Linked DNA regions of Mus musculus: all the other regions are linked to region 3. Evidence: chromatin contacts called from public HiCAR-type and promoter capture Hi-C data. All regions are on one chromosome and are shown on one strand. Each heading gives the region's core, a stretch centred on a gene start, on an enhancer-like site or on the middle of the called end of the contact. The rest is flanking DNA. Distances are from core to core; before and after follow the strand shown. Region 1 holds the start of E430024I08Rik (a long non-coding RNA gene). Region 2 holds the start of Zfp825 (zinc finger protein 825). Region 3 holds the start of Rhobtb3 (Rho-related BTB domain containing 3). Region 4 holds the start of Ccdc127 (coiled-coil domain containing 127). Region 5 holds the start of Cep72 (centrosomal protein 72). Region 6 holds the start of Exoc3 (exocyst complex component 3). Region 7 holds the start of Pdcd6 (programmed cell death 6).

Region 1 (2,700 bases), core at 164-2,663, 1.5 Mb before region 3:
CCAACACATGAGATGCCTTTTAACAGCTCCACAAAATTAACTACAAATGGATCTTATACTTAATAGGTAAATGCTGGGGGCAAAACTTATAGAAGATTCAAGAGAAACTAGGGCTCTCCAAGTTTGGCATCCTGCCCGTGAAATTTCTACAAGCAAGCCCCTAATCCTAATGTTTTGAGCTGATTCAGCCCTGATACTGATGTTATTCAGAGTTCACCGCCTGTTTTAGCAAGTGAGGAGCATCACAAAGGACCGCACAATTGGCCACATCTGGTTACATCTGGCTGAGGCTTCCCATACAGCCCCAGAGAGGACACACCACCTCAGCTCCCACTGCTCAGCCACCTGCCCCTACCCATTATAGACAGTAACCATGCGCTTACCATGTTTCAAAAACGGAGCTTACTTGAGGTCCACTCACAGCACCCAACAGCAGCGCTCAAAGCAAGACACAGAGACGGTTCAATCCTGTAGAGCAAAAACAAACTTCCAGCAAGGCATCCGGAAGACCCCGCCTCATTGTCTGACTGGCAGTTCGCCCTGGAATCCTTGATTGGCCAGCGAGTCTTACCCCGCCTCTAGATTAAAGTGTGCTTCCTGTCCCGGTCCAGTCCTTTTACAGATCTCGGGAGTGGTTTGCATTCGGGTGGCATTTGTGCCTATCCTCCTAGAGCCTCCTCTATCTGTGGTCCCAGGCCGACTTTGAGGAGGATCCACCATTGCAGCTCCGGCTGTTCATCCGCCTGCTCCTCCCCTTTGTGGGCAGTGATCTCGCACTCACCATGTCTCAACTTCGGAGCTCGCTTAAGGTCCCCAATGGCACCCAACAGCATTACTCAAAGCAGGACGGAAAGGACTATTCACTCCTGCATTCCAAAACGAACGTGCAGCAAGCCACCCGGAAGAACCCTCCTCATTGTCTGACTGGCAGATCCGCCTGGGGCCCTAGATTGCCCAATGAGTCTTACCCCTCCTCAAGGTTAAATAGAGCTTCCAGTCTTGGGTCAGACCTTTTCCAGATCTCTGGTCTGACTTGCTCTCCATTAGCATTTGTGTCTATCCTCCGAGCGGTGGGAGTGGAGACAGCATTTCAGCTCAGGCTGTTCAGCCGCCTGCTCCTTCCCGTTGTAGCAGTGGTCCTGCACTCACCATGACCTACTTCCTGGCTTGCTTGAGCTTTCCTCACAGCACTTCCCCTTCTTCCTGAAATCAAGGTCGCTAGCCTTTTACTAAACTGGGAGTGGAGTTATCAATCTGGCTCACCAGTGGAAGGATGCCCAGGATAATAACACTAAAGAGGATTTTAGGATACAAGAGTTTTGTTTTGTAGCTTGATGCTGGACCAGGGGAAATGCAGGTCCTTTTCACCAAAGAGGTATGAAACAACCTTGGGAGAAAACCAGGAAAGAGATGACAAACAGTGTAGAGCACTGTTGTTAGCCAGCGCATCTTCCTCAGTGGCAGGGTGGAGACAAACCACAGTTGTATTAGTACAGATAATCGTACCTCATCTCATAGGACGAATTTCTTTATGTATGTAGAAAGGGGATTAATAGAATGTCTCACAGACAGTGGTCCTCCTAGTCCAATAATGGCTTAGCACATTCATTGCCAAGGGAAAGAAGAAAAATCAAGGACTTGTTGAGTTCACATTGCTTGATATCTCAGCGGATCTTGAGAACTTACCAGAATTCTGAAGAAATACGTACTTACTAATGCCAGTTTAAAAACAAAACAAAATGAATGAATGAACAAACAAAACACCTTGCTAAAAAATGTAGGGAAAGAAGTAGACAATTTGAAAGAACTTCCCTGTTTAAGGTCCTTTATGTATGTAGGTTTCAGAAAGAATGTGTAGCCTGGATTAAAGGTGGATCTTAAACTCTCAAAAGACCAAGATATAGCAAGGGTTTCTCACTTCAAAAGGAATAATTAAGAAAACTCCCTTACAGGATGCAGGGTTAGAGTTAGGGGATTAGAGGGTTAGGATTAAGATAAAGAGTGTTTAGATTAGGGTTAGTGTGGTTAGGGTTACAGGTTTAGGGTTAGGCTCAGGGTTAGCACAAAGATTTTGCTGTGCTATGTGAAATCAGCTCCTGTCTCTTCTCTCATCTGCCTTCCCAGTCCTCTTTTTCATACTATCAGCATCTTCCTTCCTGCCCCAAAGAAAGTCATAAGGGGGCTATGCAAGAACCCGGAATTCCCTGATGGGAAATAGGTTTACTTTACTCAGGGGCCCAGTTCTCATACAACAGAAAACCACTATTTCTTCAGTTGTTGTTTTAAATTTCACCTAGGGAATCCTCTTAAAATGTAAGCAATCATGGGGCTTGGTGTCTTTTTTTGATAATGATATAAAGCATAGACCATTTAATTTTACCAGGTCTTTAGGTAATATAACCACATGGTTCAAGATCAAATGGTAGGCACCATTATTCTTGATGGTCCCACCGAGTCAATAGTATCCCTATTACACAAAGAAGAAATATCAGACTTACAAAGTATTCGTTTTGCATCTTAATGTTTTGTTTTGTTCTGATTCTAGTAACTTCTACCTTACAGATTTAATGGCTCCTCAAAAGAACCTAAAAGTTTTCCCATCCACATACCTCCAAAAGTGGCATACTAACAAAGGATACAATGACTTTGATATTCACAGATCCCAACAGACAAGTATAAGTTACTAAGTGCTAGTAAGGC
Region 2 (2,730 bases), core at 82-2,581, 1.4 Mb before region 3:
TGACACCTTGCTCCATCACTCCATCTCCACTCCTCTCATCCACTCCTCACCTTCCTCATTCTTCTTCCCGGGGGAATCAAGTCTACAAGATTAGGTGTATAGTCTCCTATTCGGTACAGATTAGCAGTCCTCTGCTACATATGTTCCTGGGACCATGGACCAGCCCATGTATTCTCTTTGGTTGATGGCTTGGTCTCTCTGAGCTCCCGGGGGTCTAGGTTACATGATACTATAGGTCTTCTTAAGGGACTGGCATCCCCTATAGCTCCTTCAATCCTTCCCCTAACTCTTCCATAGGGTCCCTGACTGGAGTCCATTGGTTGGCTGTAAGTATCTGCATCTGTCTCAGTTACTGGTAGAGACTCTCAGAGGACAGCCATGCTCAGCTCCTGTCTGCAAGCACATAGGTGTTTTTCCTTCTCAAATGGATGTCAACCAGTGGAGTGGCAGAACAATGCTTTTCTCAATTAGACAATGGGAGCTTTAGGCACACCAGGCCTTCATGTTGGTTGTGACTCTGTTAAGGATGGATTGAGCAGCTTGTTACAGACCTGCTTTTTGCTTTGAGCATGGGCCAAGTGGCTGATTGTACATCACAGTTGTCTCTCCTTTGTTATAGTTTGGAGCCAGCTGTGTAGACAAACCTGGTGAGCTAACATGTGAATCCTAGCATCCTAGTCTCTAACCGGCCTGCTTAGCATACTAACCTGTGGGGTGTTTTTGACACAGTCCTCCATCAGCTAAATGCTACTTACTGTCACTATTTCCTAAGCTTGGTAAACCCTTTACATCATCAATTCTACTCTTCTACATCTCAGCTTAACATGGGAGTGCTACCCAACACATGAGATGCCTTTTAACAGCTCCACAAAATTAACTACAAATGGATCTTATACTTAATAGGTAAATGCTGGGGGCAAAACTTATAGAAGATTCAAGAGAAACTAGGGCTTTCCATGTTTGGCATCCTGCCCGTGATATTTCTACAAGCAAGCCCCTAATCCTAATGTTTTGAGCTGATTCAGCCCTGATACTGATGTTATTCAGAGTTCACCGCCTGTTTTAGCAAGTGAGGAGCATCACAAAGGTCCGCACAATTGGCCACATCTGGTTACATCTGGCTGAGGCTTCCCATCCAGCCCCAGAGAGGACCCACCACCTCAGCTCCCACTGCTCAGCCACCTGCCCCTATCCATTATAGACAGTAACCATGCGCTCACCATGTTTCAAAAACGGAGCTTACTTGACGTCCCCTCACAGCACCCAATAGCAGCGCTCAAAGAAGACACGGAGAAACATTCAAGCCTGTACAGCAAAAAACAAACTTCCAGTAAGGCTTCCGGAAGAAACCGAGTCGTTGTGTGACTGGCAGTTCCGCCCGGAAGCCTTGATTGGCCAGCGAGTCTTACCCCTCCTCTAGTTTAAAGTGTGCTTCCTGTCCGGGGCAGGTCCTTTTACAGATCTCGGGAGTCGTTTGCATTCGGGTAGCTTTTGGTGTCTGTCCTCCTAGAGCCTCATCTATCTGTGGTCCCATGCAGCCCTGGAAGAGGATCCACTATCGTCGCTCAGGCTGTTCATCCGCCTGCTCCTCCCCTTTGTGGGCAGTGATCTAGCACTCACCATGTCTCAATTTCGGAGCTCGCTTAAGGTCCCCCACCGCACCCAACGCAGTACTCAAAGCAGGACAGAAAGGACTATTCATGCCTGCACAACAAAACGAACCGGCAGGAAGCCACCCTAAACAACCCTCATTGTCTGACTTGCAGGTCCGCCTGGGGGCCTTGATGGGCCAGTGAGTCTTACCCCTCCTCAGGGTTAAATAGAGCTTGCAGTCCCGGGTCAGACCTTTTCCAGATCTCTGGTCTGACTTGCTCTCCAGTAGCATTTGTGTCTATCCTCCAAGCCTTGGGAGCTCAGGCTGTTCAGCTGCCCCCTACTTCCCGTTTTGACAGTGGTCCTGCACTCACCATGACCTACTTCCTGGCTTGCTTGAGCTTTCCTCACAGCACTTTCCCTTCTTCCTGAAATCAAGGTGGATAGCCTTTTATGAACTGAGAGTGGAGGTATCATTCTGGCTCACCAGTGGAAGGATGCCCAGGATATTAATATGAAAGAGGATTTTAGGATACAAGAGTTTTGTTTTGTAGCTTGATGCTGGCTTCAGGGAAACTGCAGGTCCTTTTCACCAAAAAGGTATGAAACAACCTTGGGAGAAAAGCAGGAAAGAGATGACAAACAGTGTAGAGCACTGTTGTTAGCCAGCGCATCTTCCTCAGTGGCAGGGTGGAGACAAACCACACTTGTATTAATTAGTACAGATAAATGTACCTCATCTCATAGGACGAATTTCTCTATGTATGTAGAAAGGGGATTAATAGAATGTCTCACAGACAGTGGTCCTCCTAGCCCAATAATGGCTGAGCACGTTCATTGCCAAGGGAAACAAGAAAAATCAAGGACTTGTTGAGTTCACATTGCTTGATATCTCAGCAGATCTTGAGAACTTACCATAATTCTGAAGAAATACGTACTTACTAATGCAGTTTAGAAACAAAACAAAACGAATGAATGAACAAACAAAACACCTTGCTAAAAAATATAGGGAAAGAAGTAGACAATTTGAAAGAACTTTCCTGTTTAAGGTCCTTTATGTATGTAGGTTTCAGAAAGAATGTGTAGCCTGGATTAAAGGTGGATCTTAAACTCTCAAAAGACCAAGATATAGCAAGG
Region 3 (2,700 bases), core at 140-2,639:
AAATCACAGATTTAAAATTAAATGAAGACACTTGAAATACATAGTGCTACTGTGTTATGAAGATATTTGTAAGTCAGGGAGCTGTCTTCTTTGTCCTTTTATCAAACACTTCAGAGTCAAGCTACTCAAGAGACAAGCTAAGACTTATTTTATTCAACTATCATAAACATGAAGATTTATTTAAGTTCTTAGTGGTATTTCCAATTTATTAACCACTAAAACAAAAGGCTAATATATGAGCATTAGCACTATTAAAAACTAGTCTTTTCAGAGGTTAATAATCAACAAATAAGCCATTTAAAATTAGTTCTCAAATCCCATTCTTTTTTCCCTTGTTCCCATACTATTTTTGACCTGTCCCTGTCTAGAGTATTTTTGCCTACGTTGAGCTGTAAAGGGCAGTATTTATAGAACACATCTCCCTATCCTCCACGAGGTGGACATGAAAACATGACTCTTGGCCAGTGGAACTTCGCGACCCTGTTTGGGGTTGGCACATTCAACTGTCAGCTGTCCATCCACTAAAGAACAAGTCTTGAAACACAGTAACGGCTCTATATTGCCCTGGGGCCATTTTACCTTACAGACGTGACTGGGCTGCCCCCACCACCTCCAAATTGTAACAAAGGATGGGATTTGCCAAAAAATGTAAAAACACAAAAACAAACTAAAAAAACTCTCCAGGCAATCAGGAAATTAAGAAACAAGGGGAGGAGGGATCCAAAAAGGCAAGCTCCTTCCTCCTGGGCACCGCGCAGCCACTGCCCCTTACCCAGACGGGACAGTCGTGCACCACCAGCTTGACGTTCCCGAACGCACTGGCCTGGTACTCAGTGAACACCGGGCGCGCGACCGTGCTGGCCGCGTTCAGCAACAAGCTACTCTCGTCCCCCGACACCAGCGGGCTTCTTCCCAGGTATGTGCGGATGAGCCCCGACGGCCGGTTGTCCTGGTGGAACGTGTCGCCCTCGTTCCCCAACGCCACGATGTGGATGGACCTGCGGGGCCGAGAGGGGCGCGGTGAGCGGGTGGGTACAGCCAGGGCGCGTGGCACGTCCCGGACCCAGACCGTGGCAGAACGGCGACGCGTACGTACATGATCGCGGCTGGCAGGGCGGCGCGGAGATGGCAGCGGGCGGCCTGGCGGGGGCCCGGGCGACGCTCTCACTGCAGTCAGCTCATCCCCGGCCGCGGCCCTCCCGCTCCTACGACGCGGCGCTACCGACGCAGAGGAGCGGGCCGGGAGTGAGCGGCCGGCCGGGCGCTGGCAGCGCTGCGGTCCCTGGTCGCCGCTCCTGGCCGCCGCGCCTCCGCCCGGGCTCCGCCTCCGCTCGGCGGGGCCGGAGGCCCGCACGTGTCGCCCCGAGAGTCCGGCGCGCGGGGGAGCTGGCTGCTGGCCGAGGCCGCGGGACACAAAGGAGCGGTGGGCGCGGGGACGACGCCGGAGCCCGGGAGCAGCTCGCCGCCAATCCGCCTGCAGCAAGTTTCCTCAACTCGGAAGGCTGAAACCTGAGCCGGGAGCGGGGGAGGGGCGGCCTGGCCCCCGCCGGGGACCAGAAGAGAGCCCAGCCAGGAGGCAGCCCCCTGCCCACCCCGCGGTCCCGTACCCACCCCAGCCTTCGCAGAAAGTGTGTTATCGTTTTGTCAATTTACAACATGCGCTTTGGCTGTTTTGTAAAATCGTACTTGTGAAGAAGGAAAAAAAAAAAAGGCAACATTCATGCAGCTGCAGAAAAGGTTCTTTGTTCACGCACCAATTAATTTGCGGGTGCCACTTTGGAAAGGTCATTTACTATTGCAAGCTATATTTGGCATATTTTAACCAAGATTGTGGAATTTGAAGTGTTGGGATTTTTAATGTGTGTGGTTTAAAAAAAAAAGAAAAAAAAAAAAAAGAAAGTTGTAGCAGTTTACTTGGATTTTTTTCAGTACACATTCCAGTTACATTATTTAATAATAGCTCACTGAAAAAGAAGGATCATGTTAATGTAAGGATATTTTAGATTCTTTCGTGATGACACACAGAAGTAAAGCTTGTGGAGGCCCCAAAAGGGCCTCAGACTACCTCCAGTATAAAACACCATGAGGACTGCTAATACTAGGACAGGCCAAAGGCTACTCTGGGGCTCCCTCATAAATATTAAAATTCTCACAAGCATCTCACACACAGTTAAGAGTTCTTGTTTATCTTTTTGATTATTTGCTCTGCTTTGAAATTGGGCTTGTTTTCTCTGTTAAGTGGACCTGTTTTGAGAACTAGATGTTTAAAAGGTCCTGGGAAGACTGAGGAAAACAAGAAGCTGGGAGATGGCCACAACTGTTTATTAGGAATCAGTATTGCTCAGCTGAGACAGAATTAGCTTCCTGTCCATAGACAGGGCAGGGCAGGGGGCGTTCTCTATGTAGTTTACTTAGTCCTCTCTGTTCTTTGAGATAGGTCTTCCCTCCTCAGCCTCCCAAATAGCTGTAATTAGAGTCACTAGTAAAGACAAAACCAAACAAAAACAAAACCAGCCCAGGCTATATCGTGAGCTCCAGAAGAGCCAGTTACATAGTGAGACCCAGTCCTAAATAAATAAATAAATAAATAAATAAATAAATAAATAAATTTTTTCCTTTGTGTCCAAGTACAATGTTTTGTAGTTTCTGGAAATAACCATCCTGAAAGATGCAAATGTGCAGAGTCACAGTTCCTCTTGG
Region 4 (2,739 bases), core at 24-2,523, 1.6 Mb before region 3:
GAATTTAAGGATGCCAACATATGTGGTAAGCATAAACCTAAGGTGTATACAAGTTAATAAAAATCTTCTATCCTTGACTGTTCCTTTTGGGCATTAGCCAGAGCTGGGCTCAGACTATCATTATTTTTTTTTTTTTTCCTTGAGTGTGTGGAGTGAATCCTGGGCATGGGGTGGGCTCACCTATTTCTGCTACAAAAGAATTCTGCTACAATTATAGGTGGCTGACTTATTATCTCCTGTAAAGGGCTTCAATGATCAGGACTTAAAACCCTTCTTGCAGAGCCCAAGGGATAGAGGTGGAAGTAGGAGTTTGTGGCAGCAAATACAAATCACAGAAATTATCAAGGTTTGAAAATGCCTTCTGGCCTTGCAAGAATAGCTGCCAACTAACCCTTGAACATTTCATTGAACATGCATTTTAATATCTATTTCAGAAAATAGACAACTGCAGCCATAATTTGATGCACAATGCAAGTCGATACTGTTCAATGTCTTAGGGCCTTTACTTTGTAATTAAATTGTTAAGTAGGTAGGTGAGACAGAACTTTAAAGAACCCAACCTGTCAAATTTAGTTTACGTTAATAAAACCCTAGGAGTGTGACGAATAACAGGTGACCGGCAAAGAGTGCACTGAGACAAGATCTGACAATCTGGGAGGCCAACATCAGACCCCTGCAACCCTGAGTCACTGTGTACCTCTTCAAATGCAAAAAGAAGTCGCAAGACTGGATGAACACGGTGCAGAAGTCTCACCTGGTATCTTCAAATATCTCTTTGATATTTAAAAACAGTAGCTAAGGCCACTACACAAAACCTGTAAGCTCATCACTTATAAGTCTTAGTGTCGACACCCAGACTACCAACGGATTACTCGCAGACCCGTCCGCATCCAGAATGCAACAGGCCGGTCCCTCCCTTTAACCTTGGAGAACTTCGCTAGACCAAGACGGGGAAGGCCAGACTCCACGCCCGCGACCTCGGGGTCGTGACCTTCGCCGGAAAGCAGTCGGCTTCGGCCCACTGCACCTTCCCAGACTCAGGCCAACTCGGGTGGAATCGTGGCGCACTCCTAGCGCCTGCCATTTCGTGGCACTAACTCACCGCCCCAGTTAACGCCAAGCGCCGCCCGCGAAGAAGCCTCGAAACTGCGCCAACCCCGGCCATGTCTGCCTTCCCGCAAGCCCCAGCGACAGACTGCGCTTGCGCACCGAGTCGCGCGGGTGTCGGGCTTGGAAGATTCTGCGCCTGCGCAACACGCCCCTCCTGGCTCGCGTGAGTGGTGGTGCGCCTGCGCCCTGTAAACGCGGCGGTGGCAACACGTCTGAGGTAGGGTGGCAGCAACGCTGATGGGCTCTGCTCCAGGGGTAAGTGAGGTGCCAATGTCTTTAAAGTGCTTCTCGGGTGGTTCTTGTTTGCCAAAACAGAGAGGGTCGGATGATCTGGAGAGATGGAAGTAGGGTCCTGGGGCGGAGATCGCAAGCTCCATAAGAGCCCGTTTTGTTGGGCGCTTGAATCTCAACTAATGGGGGGGGGGGGGGGTACATACTGCCCTGGACTTCTAGAGTAGGTAGGAATGATGTCTTGGTGGCTGGACAAGGAGCAGCTAGCTGCACTGGGCTACGTAAAAGCCAGGATACTGAACTAGAAACTATATCCAAAGCTTTCGTCTTCGTTACAGCAGCTGGGAAGCTGGAGGCCCGGCCTGTTGTCATCCTGAAAGCTGCTTAGATCGTGGCTAGCATCCCATATTGCAAACGCGCTCTCATTTGATCACTTTCAGATAGTTTTTCTATTTTTCTAGTGAGTATAGCTGAAATGTTCGGTGGAATTAAATAGCATAAAAAGTAAACCAATAATCGTAATTGTTTCCTGAATTTTCAGTTAATATTAGATTAAGGTTTTCCTCTTGGTGCACAATCTTTATGACCATTATTTTGAATTGTTTAAGTTTACAATGAACCGTTCCCATTTTATTTCTTTGTTTTTTTATTAATAAATAAGGAAATATGGAATATATTCATGCACAACACTTTATATTTTGAATTATTTCCTTGAACTTTATAACCCCAAAATGGATGTTGTTGGTGCAGAGGAAATAAATATGACAGCTTACCCTACAAGGGTTCTGCGTTGGTGGGTTCAACCAACTGCAGATAAAATATATTTGGGGAAAATGTGTCTGTTCGGAGTATGTACAGACTTTTTTTTTAACAAGGGGGAAAATAAAACAGATGAACTACTTAAGTGCCTTTATACCTTATTAGGTATCGGTGACTTAGAGATAAAGTATTGAGCAGATTATATTCAAATACAGCATTGTATATGGGAGCCTTGGCTATCTTCAAGGCTTTTGGTATGAGATGGGGCTCCCCATCAGATATCTGATGGATGGCTATACATAGTAGGAGGTTTTTGAAAGTTGCCTGCTTTTAGTGTGTGTATGTGTGTGTGTGCATACATACATATATATATATGTATATACACATACATATTTCTAAATTAGGCATCTACCATACGTCATACGTATTAATTCTATAGTTCCTATAAACCGTTACATTCTGAGCCATGTATTATGGTTATATATTTATTGTTCATTATTGTGCATCTTAACATGTTAAACAAGGTTTGTTAAAAACACTAAAACTTTCAAAATTTGGGTTGAATTACGTATTTCTTACATGGATCTTGGTTAACTATTTTGTGTTTATTGTATTTGTACATATAAGCAAGCTGAATGT
Region 5 (2,700 bases), core at 192-2,691, 1.9 Mb before region 3:
CAATCTCTGCAGACTTAAGCGAACCAAAATCATACACAGTATGTTCTCTGACAATAATAGAATTACACACAAAAAAACAAGAAAACCTCCCGACACATAATTCGTTAAAAAGACATCCCTAAAGAATAAAAATGTGAGCAATCACTAAATAATTTGGAGGTCTAAGAAGATACCTAAAGGGATATTTGAAAAGCATATTAAAATCAATGAAAATTAGAACCAGTCATGGTGGCAACTGCCTGCAATCCTAGCCACTTGAGTGTCGGACTAAAATTCCAAGGCCAGGTTCCGTTAAAAATGGAGATCAAGGTCATCTTGGCTTAATAACACACTTGAAAAATTAAAAAAACGTTTGGGGTGAAGTCCCATGACAGGGCATTTGCTTAGCATATGCAAAGCCCTATGTTCTATCTCCAGTACCTTAACACACAGTAGAAATATAAACACTAACAAATGTGTTAGTGTGTGCAGCTATGTGATACGTAAAGAGAAATGTACAGATTAAGAGATTTAAATTATAAAACAAGCTTTAATCCACACGTTTCACTTCTAGAATCTAAAGAGGAAAATAAATGCAAAGCAAGCACAGAGAAAAAGGTAAAATTTAAAAACAGTGAAGACAAATCAACCAACCCAAAAGTGGTGTCTTTGGCATGACCAAAAACCGTATATCTCCAACATGACTGAAAGATAGAGCCAGATTAAGTACCATTTATGAAAATGGGGAATATCCCTACAGGCCCCACAAGCATTAATAAAATAGTAAGAGAATGCTGTAGTCAGTTCTATGTAGATATGGTTGACAATCAAGAAAAAACGATTTAGATAACGAAAATGCACTCTAGGTGAAACCACTATAAGTTTAAAAATCGTAATCGAATTTAAAAAATGGTAATCGAAAATCTTCAACAATGGAAAATTCTAGGCCTGCGTGGTTTCCCTGTCAAAGTCCAGGGGAAAAAAGTTAAAAAGGAAAAAAAAAAAATCACAACACAAATTCCGCACGATCTCTTGCTCAAAACGTAATGGGGCCTTGATGTCCAAACCATATAAAAAGAGACCTGCATCTTCATAAGCGAAATGCCATGTAGGAACCCAGGAAGACAGATGAAAGCTGCTGCAAAAAAGAAGCGGGGGGCTCAGCCTGACCGCGGTCCCACAGAAAACCCAGGCCGCGTCCACCGGCTCTCCAGGACCTTAGCCACGCCCTTCCCCACAAACCCGCCCAGCCGGCCCCGCCTCCTTGCCCCACGGGCCGAGACCGTTTGTGGTCAAGTGCCATTCGCACGGAGGCAGAGCTATCAGGCCCGGCAGGCCAACCCAGTCTGTCCCCCACGCACCCAGGTCGCGGTGGGGACCCAGGCCGCTGCGCTCTCGTACAGTCTCTTCACACAAAACCAACCGCTGGCCTGGCGCCATGTTTTCAAACCGGACGCTGGCGCGCGGCGCCTGCGCTGTGACGTGATCTGGAACGGGCGGGCGGGACCAAGCCTGCAAGGGGCGGGCCCAGGAGGGTGGGCGGAGCTTCGGCTGTGTTTAAAACTTTCTTTGGGACAGGTTCACCCAAGCCATCCTAATCCGCTGAGCTCTGAGTGCAACCTCACCCTGCTCTGGCTCCTCCCCAGGACAACCCCATTGCGTTCAGTGCGGTTTGTGGAAACAGCTGTTAGTGCCCGGGGCATTCGCACCTACTCCCACTTCCATTCATTTCCTACTCCCTCCAGGAGCCTTCTCTCCTAAGGTTTCTTCCTGTCCCAGCCCCTGAGATGCTCCCCCCCCCCCCCCCCGCCAACCCCCACGCACTTCCAAAAGTTCTCATCATGTGGCTGGAGAGACAGGCTGTGTGCAAAAAAAAAAAAAAAAAAAAAAAAAAATTTCTCCTAACTAAGACACATTGAAAGTCCTTTCATCAAACCTGGGGTCTACTAATAACTTCCAGGCATTGGAGAGATAACTAAGCTTTTCAGAAGCAAATTAAGGCTTGTATGCTTGCCATCTAAGACATGTGGCGCCTCAGGACACAACACAGATTTCAATCACCCTCTCTTATTCTATTTTCTCTGACCAAGATCAGAGTCCAAGTGGGACCTTGGGGAGACGGATGGTCTGTCAGGGACAGACCCAAGACCAGCTTTTCTACTGCAATGAAAGTGCCAGTAGAAACTTGGGAAGTAACGTTTCTGTTTACTAACGTTTTACATCTTCACTGAAGAAAGAGGGACAAGGATTAGCTTTGCACCCTGCAAAGATTCCTACAAGCCTATGATTTCTTACAAGCCTCAGTAAAAGGTTATGCTAATGATTAATTACTACCAAGTACTCTTTCCGGTGGTTTATTAAATACCATCTGCCGTGGTAACATTAGACTGTGGCCAAACCTACATGCATTTAAGCTGTTTTATGTCCTTAAGTTCCATTTGAGGTGTTTAGGAGTGAGCCAGCAGCACTTGAACTTGATTTGGTGCTGGTGAAGACACAGAGCAAGGAACAGTGTTGTGACTCGGAGATAGAGATGATGAGCCAGGCTGGGTCACATCAGGAACAATCCCTTCTGCCTCATAGTTCATAAAGCTTTCCCAACTAGACCTGGAGGTTAGCAGGAACCTTCCTTAGCTGGAGTCCCACAGCCTGGTCTTCCCTACTACCTGGAGAGTTGGCAGGCAGTCCTACCCAGAACATTCTGTTGATCTCACATACACA
Region 6 (2,700 bases), core at 155-2,654, 1.7 Mb before region 3:
AACAGAGAGAAGCAGGGATATCTCACAGGCGTAAGACAGTCACACAGAGAGTATTTATACAGGGACTTAAGACTATGTCAAAGGCAGCTCTAACACAATTCTTAGCCCTATAAAAGATCAGCTTTTCATTTCTGGAGCTCACCCTAGTGCTGCCCAAGTCCATGGGGTAGTTAGTCACTGGAAGGCAACAACTATTACCTACACTTCAGCAGCAGCCCAGTGGGCAAACACGAGTCTTATACTCCCTTACCATTGCTCTGGGTGGCCAAGATACCACTTCTTACTTTTGAACACTTCTAAAAACAAAGATAAGACAGCAAAAGGTAATTTATTGTCCTTACTTGAGTAGCTTGTTTCCCCTAAGCACAAATGTACCCGGTCAATCACCCTTTAGTCTAATATCTAATACTATCCAAGTCATGGACCTACAATGGCTATTTGCTGACTATCCAGCAAATGAGGGAATTAATAACACTGTTTCCTTTAATTTCAGCTACTCAACAGCCACAGATGTGATAAAGACCTACCTTCTGGAATCTTTCACTCTATTCCCAAGTAGTCTCAGAAAACCACTAAAATCCATTGTACATTTCCAGTTATGTAGCTTCTCCCTGTGTATTTCTCTCTTTGCATTTTCATTCAAGTGGAACAGCATTGCAAACACCATCTTCATCTTCTGACTATAAAATTACTCGTACCCAGACAGGAAATCTGAGCAGGCCACAGAAAGAGGATTCCACAACCACTTCTAACAGGACTGATTCACTGCGGGCTTTTTTTTTTTTCTTTTGCTTTAGTTTGACATGTTATCTTCAGCATTCCCAAAACATTAAAACTTGTATAATTCTATTTACAGGACTAGGTATTAAACATAATACCAAACCATCCCTCTGGCATGGAGTCCCCCACTCCAGCTGACAGGTGAAAGGCACTCCTGTGGCAGTGTTACAAGCCAGATGCAAAAGGAAAGCTGACCCAAAACCAAAAAAGCTTTGCAAGAAAGAGTCCACTCATAAACCTGAACACAGAGAATCAAAAACTAAAAAAACTGTACTGGATCGCCACCAAATCTGCTTCCAATGGCAGCTTGAGGACTGTCAGATTTCCGGCCTCTGGGGCAAAAGGGAACTCTGAGGGTAGAAGCAGCCCCGACCAAGGAGATGGGAGGGACGCACACCGAGGACAAACCCAAACCCGCCCAGGGACCCGCACTAGAGGGTGTCGCATCCCGCCAGAAACGTCGGCCGATGCTGTCCCTCGCCAAGGACAAACCCACTAAGGGGTACACTGTGCCACAGTCGAGGGCCCAGCGCCCCGCCCACCGCACAGGCACCCAAGGCTGTCAGAGCAGAGCTTCCTCACCGTCCGCAACGCCGCTGCCACCTCCCGGAGCCGGACCGGAAGTGTGCAACGCGGTCACTTCCGTTTCCGGCGTCTGGGCGGAAGGATGGGCTCTGGGTAACCTTGAAGGCGCTGTACGGGCGATCTTTCTGTAGACTCTTAGGAAACTTGTGCTTCTGGTGACACAGACTCAGGATCAGGGATTACAGATTCAGGCCTGGCTCCGCCGTCTGACGTTTGGCGCTCTCCCGACCCTCTTATTTTAAGTAGCACCTATTGTACCCACCCTTTCTCTCCGGATTAACCACTTAGGTTTGCCCTTGCTCAGTTCCTCCCCTTAGCTACCTTAGTCTCTCCACACCTCTCCATATCTTTACTGTGTCTTGTATTCAAGATTCCACTACTTATATTTCGTATATTTGTTTCTTCTTGCTGTCCTCGCCCTCATCCCCCAGAGGTTTCTGACAGCAAGTAGATTTCAAGTATTCAGGACAGTGCCACAGAGAGTGGGCTGCCTGCTGATAGCTGCTCGCGTAGCACGTAGAAGCGGCGAAGAAAACAAAACCACGAGCAAAACAGCAGCTGGTGGAATTACTCCAGCTGAAGGAAGCAGTGAAGCATCGAGTCGCCCCGGTACCTAGAACAGCCAGAAACTTTGTTCTACCTCTGCAGATACAGAGATTTCCCCACACTGTTACGAACTTTTAGTAAATTTTGGCGGGGTTTAGGTTCTTCCACTCACCCATCAGGTATGACAACCCTACCCTGACAGGTTTGGTTGTGTTTTTTTTTTTTCACCTTTTCTGCATACATTTGTTGAGTTGTGTGCCTATCCATAACATCACTACAAAGTCTGGCTCTCCCAAGCCAATGGATGATGGGGTAAATCTTCAGTAAATGAAAGAACAGTATAGGTAACCTGTCATAACCACAATGCAAATTATATGATGAAGTCAGTCTTTTAAAGATGCAGACCCTCCCTTAGTGTAGGGGTTGCAACTGGGAAAGTGCCCTGACCCCTTAGTTTATGACAAAACAGGAGAAATTTCAGCTTCATGAATGTTTAACTGCAAAGTGGGGAGGCACAGCTACCAAGACAAAGCTGCGGTTTTCCTTAGTTACCTTATATCCAACCCTAATCTCCTGCTGCCCACTATATAGTGGAGTGTTTAGTCATGGTGCTCCCTAACGAATTCAGTTAACTAGCCTAGTTAGATGTGAACTGCTTCAGTAGATGACTCAGCTTGTTTCCTTTCAATTAAATAAATAAAATAAGAATCTCAGCTTTTGTTTTTGGTAAGCCACAGAGTGACAAAGCTCAGGATACTTTTGAGTGTACAAGTAAGTTCATAGGTAGGC
Region 7 (2,700 bases), core at 109-2,608, 1.6 Mb before region 3:
AAGCAATTACTTCTAAATGTCACCTGACAATTTGTCAGTGTCCCCGATGATCCTCTTCAGAACAGTTGCTAAGACTGATAGCAGGTCAAAGGCCTTCTAGATAAGTGAGGGACCTCTGTTGCACAGAGCTAACCTTTTTCACTCTTGGGCAAGGTCTACACTATAGCTCCCATTTCAGAGGCTCACATACATTTGTTCTGGAGCTCGGTAAGGCAGCAATGATAATTAAGAAAATACAAACACAGAAGCTTAGCAAACACCTTTACCTTATACCGGTAATGGCAATTTAGTCTTAAGGACTTCTTTGGAAATAATTCCAGGAAGGAAACTGCTTACTGTGAATGAATCAGGCTTCAACTCACCATTGGATAATGCTTGCTGAAGCTCATTGTCTGAAATCACTCCACTCCTGTCTTTATCAACCCTACAAAAACAAACAAACAAACAAACAAACAGAAAACAGGTAAGCTGGTGATTAAATGTAAAGGAAGTATTAAAAATAAAACATAGCCAAGACATCATTTTCATCAATCTACACTAGGTCTGGAATGTTACTCTGGCCAGACCTTCCTCTTTGCTCAGCTGGAATGTCACACGCCCCCAGGTGTGCCAGAGACTAATGAACAACCAGAAGCAGTAGGAGGGGTTGAGTCATCTTTTCTCTATTCCTTTCAAGCTTTCTGTTAGCTCTTCAAGTCTGCTTAATTTATACCTGCACCAGTTCATCATAATAGGTAAAGAAAGATTCTCTAGGACGAATAAGTCATTCTTTGGCACGAGTCAGTGGAAAGACAATCAGTCATTCAGAAGGACGGCCAGGGACAGAAGACATGCAATAGCAGCCAGCTCTTTTCACTGATGCCGTTTTCCTGATTCAAGATTTGTCCTGTTTCTAACGCAAGCACCTGACCCTGTAGGGCGACTGTTCCGCGCCCTTCGGCCCTGGGCAAAGTCACTGCCAACATGACCCTGAACCCTGTGCTATTGTAGAAGAGAGAAAGTCGGGGATGGAGGGGAGTAGGAAGGACTGGGAAGGAGGTCGGGGGATGAAGGGCTGGGGAGAGGGAGGACTGGAGAATAGGCCCTGAAAACTGAGGACCGACCCAAGGGCCGAAGGAGCTGAGCGGCGCTGGCCTTACCGCTGGAAGACGTTCCACAGGAAGCTCTGGTCTGGCAGTGCAGCTCCAGCAGCAGGGCCGGGGCCACCACCCGGGCCTGGGCGGTAGGAGTAGGCAGCCATGGGCTGATGCACAGCGGCAACGCGGCCCAGCTCCACAAGCTATGCTTCCGCCTCAGTTATGGGGCAGGACCAGGAGCCCACAACTTCCTGGGAACAACGGAAGCGCGCACCTTTGAGTCACTTGGCAGGCGTGGTCCGTTGCCACGCAACGTCTGGAGGGCCTTGGGGTTAGTCTGAGCTCCGCCTCCTACTCTTGCCCGGCCTTGGGTGTCCCTTTCCTTTTCAGCCCCACCCCGCTCCGCCCTCCTGTGTGTCTCAGCCCGAAGCTGCGGCGGGTGAGCTCAGAAGAGACCACGCCATGAGGGGCCGACCCAAGCTTACAAAACGCCTCGACCTGTAACGGAAAGTGGTGAAAGCTTTCACTTGGACCGACGGCTTCCCTTTACGTCTGCATTAGTATTTAGTGCGAATGTGATGTGCACCAACCGCATGAAGTCCTCGGCGGAAACGCAAAGTGCATTTTGTGCACTCTGGAGTTTGTCCGTCTGTCCATACTACACCTTCTTGCCTTCCCACTTGCTTATATCGGTTTATGCCCAGCCTCCCTAGGTTTGCAGTGACTTCATTTGTAAATGGCCCGAGTGAGGTTTGGTCCTGAGGTGAGAGCTGTGTTTTCTCCACCCCTTACTTGGACTTCTGTACTTTTGGTGGTTACTCCTTTTAATTATAAGTATTCCTTCTTTCGTTCTAGATACTAATTCTATGGTGCTTTTATAGTTTGGAATGTCCCTAAATGGGAAAATGCATAGCATTGGGGCAACTACCAACCGGTCACATTCACGGGCTGTCAGGCCATCCTTCCACCTAAATCTGAATACTGTGAATAGCTCAAGATACAGATTACTCCGTTCTGCCATAGGATTATTCCAGCCTTCCTGTAGTCCTCATCCAGGGACAGACTTATAATAAGAACTGCTATGCTGTCTTTATGGGGGGTTTGTTTACCCCATAACTAAAGAAGAGGGTGAAGAGACCAAGGGCCAAGAGTATGGCCTTGTACATCTGAAACTTCCATGTGGATAATCATCCATTATTTAGCACAGCTATAGATCTGATCAAGTCCCAACTGTATCGTTTTCTGCTCCATTTCTCTTGTTCTTAGGACATCTTAAGAGACTTTCAAATTGCTCAAAGAAACATCTTATAGCTTTGACATTTACCTCAAAATCTACAAAATTCTTTAAGAAAGGTAGATTTTTTTTCCAGGATTTGGCGAATTCATTTTTTATAATTTCTCATAAACTGTTCATCTCACTTTTGAATAATCTTTTAGACTTTTCTGGTTCTTTTATTTAGAATCTGAGATCTATTTTTATTCTGTCCTCTCTCTGGCTCCTTTTCTCTTTACCAGAAATACAAAAATATTAATCATAATTTTCCTACTTGAACTGGAAGTTTTCCAGTACAGAGAAACTTCAGCAGACCCGAGGCTGCTGAATCCGGGACTCTACCAGCTGTTT

Evidence for each region. Promoter capture Hi-C pulls out the DNA fragments that hold promoters and counts their contacts. HiCAR-type assays count read pairs that join an accessible place to other places.
Region 1: a promoter capture Hi-C map of hippocampal neurons shows a contact between it and region 3, with 6 times the contacts expected there. The contact joins the promoter of E430024I08Rik here to the promoter of Rhobtb3 in region 3. A contact is called at or near these places in 1 of 39 promoter capture datasets (hippocampal neurons) and 1 of 115 datasets of contacts at active chromatin or transcription factors (astrocytes).
Region 2: a contact with region 3 is called in a HiCAR-type map of astrocytes, with 4 times the contacts expected there. The contact joins the promoter of Zfp825 here to the promoter of Rhobtb3 in region 3. A contact is called at or near these places in 1 of 39 promoter capture datasets (hippocampal neurons) and 1 of 115 datasets of contacts at active chromatin or transcription factors (astrocytes).
Region 4: a contact with region 3 is called in a HiCAR-type map of astrocytes, with 6 times the contacts expected there. The contact joins the promoter of Ccdc127 here to the promoter of Rhobtb3 in region 3. A contact is called at or near these places in 7 of 39 promoter capture datasets (the 3T3-L1 cell line, 3T3-L1-derived adipocytes, cranial neural crest and 4 more) and 1 of 115 datasets of contacts at active chromatin or transcription factors (astrocytes).
Region 5: a promoter capture Hi-C map of liver shows a contact between it and region 3, with 2.5 times the contacts expected there. The contact joins the promoter of Cep72 here to the promoter of Rhobtb3 in region 3. A contact is called at or near these places in 3 of 39 promoter capture datasets (liver and second pharyngeal arch cranial neural crest).
Region 6: a contact with region 3 is called in a promoter capture Hi-C map of hippocampal neurons, with 4 times the contacts expected there. The contact joins the promoter of Exoc3 here to the promoter of Rhobtb3 in region 3. A contact is called at or near these places in 2 of 39 promoter capture datasets (hippocampal neurons and liver).
Region 7: a promoter capture Hi-C map of liver shows a contact between it and region 3, with 5 times the contacts expected there. The contact joins the promoter of Pdcd6 here to the promoter of Rhobtb3 in region 3. A contact is called at or near these places in 8 of 39 promoter capture datasets (the 3T3-L1 cell line, cranial neural crest, hippocampal neurons and 4 more) and 2 of 115 datasets of contacts at active chromatin or transcription factors (astrocytes and embryonic stem cells).

What each region holds. Positions count from the first base shown.
Region 1 is chr13:74,462,199-74,464,898 of GRCm38.p6, forward strand. It overlaps E430024I08Rik (a long non-coding RNA gene), which reads right to left and starts at 1,414. Exons shown (of 8, transcript XR_003950546.1): 1 at 1,011-1,414; 2 at 384-468.
Region 2 is chr13:74,492,630-74,495,359 of GRCm38.p6, forward strand. It overlaps Zfp825 (zinc finger protein 825), which reads right to left and starts at 1,332. Exons shown (of 5, transcript NM_001377115.1): 1 at 1,221-1,332.
Region 3 is chr13:75,942,435-75,945,134 of GRCm38.p6, forward strand. It overlaps Rhobtb3 (Rho-related BTB domain containing 3), which reads right to left and starts at 1,390. Exons shown (of 12, transcript NM_028493.2): 1 at 1,097-1,390; 2 at 773-998. The coding sequence starts at 1,098.
Region 4 is chr13:74,349,044-74,351,782 of GRCm38.p6, forward strand. It overlaps Ccdc127 (coiled-coil domain containing 127), which reads left to right and starts at 1,274. Exons shown (of 3, transcript NM_001168659.1): 1 at 1,274-1,365. Sdha (succinate dehydrogenase complex, subunit A, flavoprotein (Fp)) reads right to left here and starts at 1,197. Exons shown (of 15, transcript NM_023281.1): 1 at 1,103-1,197. The coding sequence starts at 1,165.
Region 5 is chr13:74,060,844-74,063,543 of GRCm38.p6, forward strand. Cep72 (centrosomal protein 72) reads right to left here and starts at 1,442. Exons shown (of 12, transcript NM_028959.3): 1 at 1,341-1,442. The coding sequence starts at 1,419.
Region 6 is chr13:74,207,296-74,209,995 of GRCm38.p6, forward strand. Exoc3 (exocyst complex component 3) reads right to left here and starts at 1,405. Exons shown (of 13, transcript NM_177333.4): 1 at 1,363-1,405.
Region 7 is chr13:74,315,968-74,318,667 of GRCm38.p6, forward strand. Pdcd6 (programmed cell death 6) reads right to left here and starts at 1,359. Exons shown (of 6, transcript NM_011051.3): 1 at 1,140-1,359; 2 at 363-424. The coding sequence starts at 1,240.